2 separate regions of the Salmo salar genome follow, and region 1 is linked to region 2. The links are chromatin contacts, called in public Hi-C maps. All regions are on one chromosome and are shown on one strand. Each heading gives the region's core, a stretch centred on a gene start, on an enhancer-like site or on the middle of the called end of the contact. The rest is flanking DNA. Distances are from core to core; before and after follow the strand shown. Region 1 holds the start of ssbp4 (single stranded DNA binding protein 4). Region 2 has its middle 32 kb from the start of LOC106584423.

What was found. A called contact is a pair of places that touch in the nucleus more often than the background predicts.
Region 1: a contact with region 2 is called in a Hi-C map of blood, with 16 times the contacts expected there. The contact joins the promoter of ssbp4 here to the enhancer-like site in region 2. A contact is called at or near these places in 3 of 3 Hi-C or Micro-C datasets (blood, gill and muscle).

The regions. Positions count from the first base shown.
Region 1 is chrssa23:32,196,743-32,200,408 of Ssal_v3.1, forward strand. ssbp4 (single stranded DNA binding protein 4) reads left to right here and starts at 1,755. Exons shown (of 18, transcript XM_014169744.2): 1 at 1,755-1,985. The coding sequence starts at 1,930.
Region 2 is chrssa23:32,151,605-32,154,980 of Ssal_v3.1, forward strand. No RefSeq gene overlaps it. Among protein-coding and RNA genes, the nearest start is that of LOC106584423, 32 kb to the left of the region's middle. Within about 2 kb of position 1,662, at least 4 of the 13 cell types and tissues checked have an H3K27ac peak or open chromatin away from gene starts, as enhancers often do.

The DNA of each region.
Region 1 (3,666 bases), core at 505-3,004, 45 kb after region 2:
TAATGGCGATGAATGGGCAGAGAGGGTCAGTTAGCTACACACAGGGCCTGAGTTTGAGGCTGGCCCCAAAAGAGGCCCAAACACACACACACACACACACACACACACACACACACACACACACACACACACACACACACACACACACACACACACACACACACACACACACACACACACACACACACACACACACTTCCTAAGGCAGGTGCTGAGAAATAGGCTCCCTGTGGCTCAGTTGGTAGAGCATGGTGTGTGCAACGCCAGCATGGTGTGTGCAACGCCAGGGTTGTGGGTTCGATTCCCATGGGGGGCCAATACAAAAAACAAATGTATGAAAATGTATGCATTCACAACTGTAAGTTGCTCTGGATAAGAGTGTCTGCTAAATGACTAAAATGAAGGCATCCGTTTGCTCTGCATTAAATTATTCAACCTGTGATTAATTATCATTTGGCCCCCCCACAATGGGAGGAGCTGGGGGAATTCCTCTGCTGGACAGCAATTTATAGATTTTTTCTTCCAACTGTAGAATATCTGAAATGGTTGCTACACTACACATATCCATTGTGTTTCTATTGACATTGTATAACAAAGACGTTTGCTACAGAGGAAGGTTGCTCGGTGCAGTGTGGTGGTCTATGAGGGTTATTTTTAACCATATCAAAACAATAAATAATTGAACCTGAGTAGCTCCACCCCCAGCCACTTAGGATCTTAACGATAGAGGCAGAACGTAGCAATTCAAATCGATCATTAGGTGACATTGAAAATAAGTTGAGGCAACAACTGACAATAAGAAGGGGGGGCAGTTGACTTTTTAGGTCTCTCAGTTGAGGTTACTCGACAGGCAAAGGCTACAACTCTCCAGACTAGCTGCCTGCTTTACATTCACTCCCCTTTAAACTCCTCTCATCATCAACCTCAGCTCTTTGATACAGGTCATGGCACCAATGTAACCGACTGGTTTAAACCCTGGCTGTTGATGCTCACCCCTCCAACTAGCTTTTGGTCTGAAGACTACAATGTTTTTTATGTCCCAGACAAGGTTCCTCATCATGTGATTCTATGAATCACTAAAGAATTGGTACAACACTAAGCAAGAGATGACAACAACTCCTACAACACTAAGCACACACTAAATATCTACTTTGGCTCACCAACAGGCAAAATGATGTCCTCATTCAAAAATAATAATACATAATTGACTCAGTTGCGAAGCACAACACTGTAACTGCTACATTTTGGGGAGACTGCGACTCATTATTTTGATACGTTTTCACGCAGGCAGTAGCCTTTCACACAATGGTCAGTTTGGCTATTTGTGTAATTCAATTAGCTACCATGAAATGTATTTGTCCAACCCCTCAGCTACCTAGGACTGCCCAGTAAATTAAGTCAATTTTGGTGTGCGGATAAAACGGGCTTGAGCCTTTGGTCAATCCAGTAGTCCTTTTTGAATTTATGATTTGAGAAATGTAAACCATCAGTTAGTGATAGGGCAAAAACCAAAACGTGCCCCCTTTGGGATCCCAGGGGGCGAGTTTGGGAAATGCTGGCCTAAATGGAGGACTTCAGTTTTTCCTATCTCAATTGCTTACATGTTTCTGAGGTCAGTAAACAAGAAGCGTGTGCGTTCCCCTTTAAGAAGCCCCCACCATTCCCTAGCGGAGGGAGTGTGAATGCATTCTCGAACAGCGGTTGAGGGGGAAAAAAATCCACCACCGGTCTGTTTCAAGTTCCCCCAATAGAAACTGTGCCTGATTTGTGGCCAATGTTGGAGATGTGAAAAAAAGGAGGAGGAGGAGGAGGGGGGAGGAGGAGGATAAGGAAAAACACTAAAGGGGTAGCTATGGAGATAGAACGTTTGGCTGGCTGCTTTCTTTGACAGGTGTTGAGTGGGGTAAAAGTCTTAAAACAGAATCCAGCATGTACGCTAAAGGTAAAGGAGCTGTCGTCCCTTCCGATAGCCAAGCGAGAGAAAAGTAAGTGAATTATGCACTATTTAAGAGTTTCACCTGGTTAAAAGGAATCTCCAACTTTCTAAACTATAGCTACCATAATGTATAGGTCTGTACATTACTCACTCGCTCTCCTGAGTGTTGTTTGCTCCCGCGGTGGTACGTCTCTAACTTTTTTTTCTTCTTCTACTTTCTCGTTCTTTTAGAGGATATTTATTAAAACATGATCGCAACATTATCGCAATCAACCGAATAGTTGTTCATTTGGGGTTATAAATGTATCGCTGTCTAGAATGTAAATATCAAATATAGCGCCCATGCAGCGATTGCAAGAAATAACGTAATTGCTACTTCGAACAACGATTTTGTGCATGACATTCTATTTTAGAAGATATGGAATCTAAGTATGTTGTTTTTCTGTAAGCAGTTGCATGCAGCATGGACGCAGACTCACATATTGTTTGAATGTGCAAAGTTTTGAGAGACGAGTTTCTAGGGATTTTTAAAACGCAATCGACCCATACAGTAGGTTTACTAGATATCTTCTCTAGACGTCTTATTATAGATTTCTTCTTACTCCATTCGTGTTAATGAAGAATTTGTGCTGGACATCCCACCTGAGCAAATGAACAGAAGTTCTGACTTGACTGTTAAATAAACTTTAGTTACACCTACGTAAACTTGTAAGCGTGGTATATGTAAGCAATGCAGCCTAACACCAATGTTAAGAGGAGTGTTACTGTAAAATGTTTGAAAAGCCTTGGACTAACACTTACGAACAAAATAACCTCAATCCTTTTGAACTAATTTGTCCAAATATCAAAGTGTCTAATTTGTGAGGCTTTGAATATTAATAATGGCTATATCATAGTACAAGCTAAGCCTTTATCCTCTTTGGGGGAAGGCAAAGAAACTGCCATAACTTTTAAAGTGTCAAATTAACGATTTTGATTATAAGTGGAGGCACAGATTTTAACCAGTGCTTTGCATAAAGGCAACATCTTATGTACTTTGTTGCTTTCTATGCGACACAAGCTATTGTGTTGTGATCCTGATATGGTCATCACTTTGTTACATATTTAGCCTGCACACATGATGTAACGATGACTGTCACAACTATGAACCGAGTTTGTTGTCCCAAGATCACAAAGATAATGTGGAGACGTCGATCAAGGCACCTGGATAGCAGTGCTTCTCATGTTGCTTTTTTTCTCCTGCATGAATAAATACAGTACGTTTATCATGGAGAAACAGTACCTCATTTCAAACTCTCCTATGTAGGCTTTTGATGCTTATCCAGATGTTTGTATTTTGTTTAAAATACAGTACCAGTCAAGTTTGGACACACCTACTCATTCAAGGGGTTTTCTTTATTTTACTATTTTCTACATTGTAGAATAATAGTAAAGGCATCAAAACTATGAAATAACACATATGGAATCATGTAGTAACCCAAAAGGTTTTAAACAAATAAAAATATATTTTATATTCTTCAAAGTAGCCACCCTTTGTCTTGATGACAGCTTTGCATGCTCTTGGCATTCTCTCAACAAGCTTCATGAGGTAGTCACCTGGAATGCATTTAAATTAACGGGTGTGCCTTGTAAAAAGTCAATTTATGGAATTTCTTTCCTTCTTAATGCGTTTGAGCAATCAGTTGTGTTGTGACAAGGTAGGGGAGGTATACAGAAGATAGCCCTATTTG
Region 2 (3,376 bases), core at 412-2,911:
TAAGCTGTTAGTAGTCCATGTGTCTCACCCTAATAATTTGGTCCCTTTTCCCCTCATAATTTAGTCATCATCGAATACTGTAAGAGCTTTCATTGTCTGCTTATATGCCTCCATATAAGAGCAAAACGTGTGACAAAACTAAAACAATCTCTCATCAGGTCAAAACAGGCCACAAGCACTGGGTGACCCACTCTTCTGATATCTGTGTGAAATTTGAGATGTACATAAGGTGTATTATGTTGTTTCTACTGGTATCCTGTGAAGACAGGCAAGGACAGACTTTGAAAGATTCTATCTGATCCTCAATTGTCGTTCGACCTACAATCTAATTACAATGTAACACAAAACTCCTGTGTTAGGGAGAGGAAGCTTCACCTTTCTGTACTTCTTCATGTAGTTAAAACACTATGGTCAAGAAAACAAAATCCCTGGACAGACAACCTATTCAAAAGTGCCAAACTGGAATTAATAAACTTTTATTGTAGATGTGCCACAGTAAGATATTTAATTTGTAAGACAATGTCAGGGATTTAAATAAATGTGAGATTATGATAAATGGTGAGTGTATGGGGCATCTGAACAGAAAATACAGTCTTGTTTTGGGACTGAAGTTCTGGGTGCTATAGGTAATAATAAGGGCTAGGATTTTTTTCCTGGTCAGTTCACAGGAAAATCTCCTGACCCTAGTAACAGCTCCTGACAGATCTCTCATGGGTAAACACTTAAGGGGACTGTTTTCCATAATTCAATGTGGGCTATAATCAATACCCACTACTAGCTGAGTGAGGAACCATTTTCAAGGAGAGTGATACCTTGAAATTGCTATGTAACTATTCAAATCTGTGATAGTTTGGTGGACACATTGTCAGTTGCAATTAAAATATGCTAAGACATTGTATCAATTTCAAATGTGGCCATTCACAGGTGCAAAACATGCCTGTGAACTGTAGCCTAATCCAGGTCTGGCAACTCTGTCATCGTGCATGGGTGTTATTACTATATAATGTTCTGTCACTGCAAAGATGAGTATTGCCTGATGACAGACTATTCAGTATTTGTAGTTAAATTGACAGGGAAAGTTAGAAACACCTCACACACACACACACATACATACACGAGCAAGCAAGCAAAAAAGTTATGACAAGATAGTTTGGTAACAACAAATTCTGTTTAATTTTTAACCCGTATTTGCGCTCTTCTTCCTGGGCTAAACATCTGTATTTAAAACGATAATAATATTCGTTTTTAACTGTTACATGTATTCATATGTATGGATAGACAGACTACATTGTACGGATGCTATTCGGACTATTAAACTCCAAACTGCCCGACACGCCACTCTACAAACTCCGTGCACAGGCATGAGTTGCCGGTTTCAAGCTACCCTCTCTGTGAATTGATTCTACTATGAGCCTACTCGAATCTGCGCTTTTTCGAGCGGGGTGTGTATTACTAATCTAAAGTCTATCTCTTCGTTTATGATAAATAAATAATATTTGGAGAATAAAATACTTAATAATAATGTTATAAACCTTATTTCGTTTTACTGACTGCCAAAATAATAGTGTTTTAAATGGTTATCTCTCGGTTTTCTTATTTCTCACAGTTTCTGTCCCCCGCTTTGAAAAATGGAACATTCCACAATTTATTCCAGGGAAAGACTGACAGTTTTTTGGGTCATGAAGCAGCTGTTCAAGTCAGTGTCCATTCCTCCCTCCGCTGGAATAAGAAATTAGTCAATTTTAAAGTAAATAACTAAAGCCTTTAGCTGATAAAGGGGAAATATAGAATAGTGTGCCGCCCAAACATTAAACCCCATAAATATGATTGTTTTCCTATATACCATTAAATTATTGAACACAAAAGAGCTATCCTGTACTATAATCGGAAGAATAACCTATTGAACATAATCACCTATACCTTCTGTTTACACACTGATACTATCATTGTTGTAACAATATATCATATCATACCATAATGCATTGAATAATTAACTAAATATGATATTAAAGGACACATATTCTGTACCAATAATTGTGGTCTATGGAGTAGAGATATTTGTGATTATTGTGAGCGCTTGATAATAGGAATTTGTTCATTTCACTGATTCCTCATGGTTCATGCAATAATCACAGCCCTAAGCTGGAAGCGTGACAATAATTTGATTGATGGGGGCAACATATAAAGAGGGGTGGTCTTTGTATGATGTCACTAATTCATGCATATTTCTTTATCGGTCTTTGTTGCTTTTTACAATCATATTACAGAGAATTAATAAATTAGCCTAATGATATACTGTACACTGCAATCAAGTCACTAATCATTTTGACTTTACACAGTGAGTGCTATGTAAATGGCCATGTCTGCCCCATGATGCTCAGATGAATTCACTATGTATCGGCCTACCACCCCCATTCTTTTTTGACAATGTATTTTCAATACTGTCATAACGTTATCTAACTTTTTTCACTTCTCATTGATAATTGCTGTTTCTCTTAACGTTTGCGAGACCGTGGATTGAAACAGTAATATAGGAACATTTAATCCTACAACAACAGCATGTTCTGTCTGGTATCTCAACATGTGTTTGGTCTTTCAATGGACTGTTATAACTTAGTAACTGGCAAGTCTCAGATCCTTTTCATAATGGAGACGCAACCATTACTAAGAAATGGATTCAAGTTCATGGTCATGGCATTGCGCAATGTTTTCTTTGAATTGATCAATGTCTTGTTATGAACTACTATCACTCCAGAAGTCAAAGTTGAGCATTTCCTATCTTAATGTCTGAAATGAACAACAATACACCTGAAACCATTGATCTCTTTAAACAACAACACCAGTTGAACATAGGGCACCAACAGAGAGACAAAGTGTTTTTATCAAAGTTCAGCCTCTTTGGTTGTGGAAGTGATTAAACAGTAAACATACATTTTATCCTTAGAGGTTTATGAGGAAAGCAGTTTCTTTCATTTAAGAGAGATTGAGCCAGTTTGATCATTTTTCAGATTAGGCTACCTATTAGATAGAGTTCAAGCTATCAAACAACAGAAGAAACATGTTATCACAAATCGATTCTCTGTCATGATCTTCTATAGCTAAATCTAGTTTACACCAGTGACTTGAAATGCTGAATTAAATTCATTCCTTTTGAAATAAAACAATAAATCAGTTAAGTTTCAACAGTTTTCCAATTGTTTATCCATCTGCTCGGTTGGCAGTCTAGAATAGATAGACTCATTGGAGTTCGTCTCCTTTTGGACTTAGTGTTGCATGTTGCGTACGTGCCGAAAGGAGGACCTAAGCGCTGTTCCCAACTGATCTTTATTAACACTTACATCAACCTCTCCATCCATCTGTCCATCTGCCCAACGTC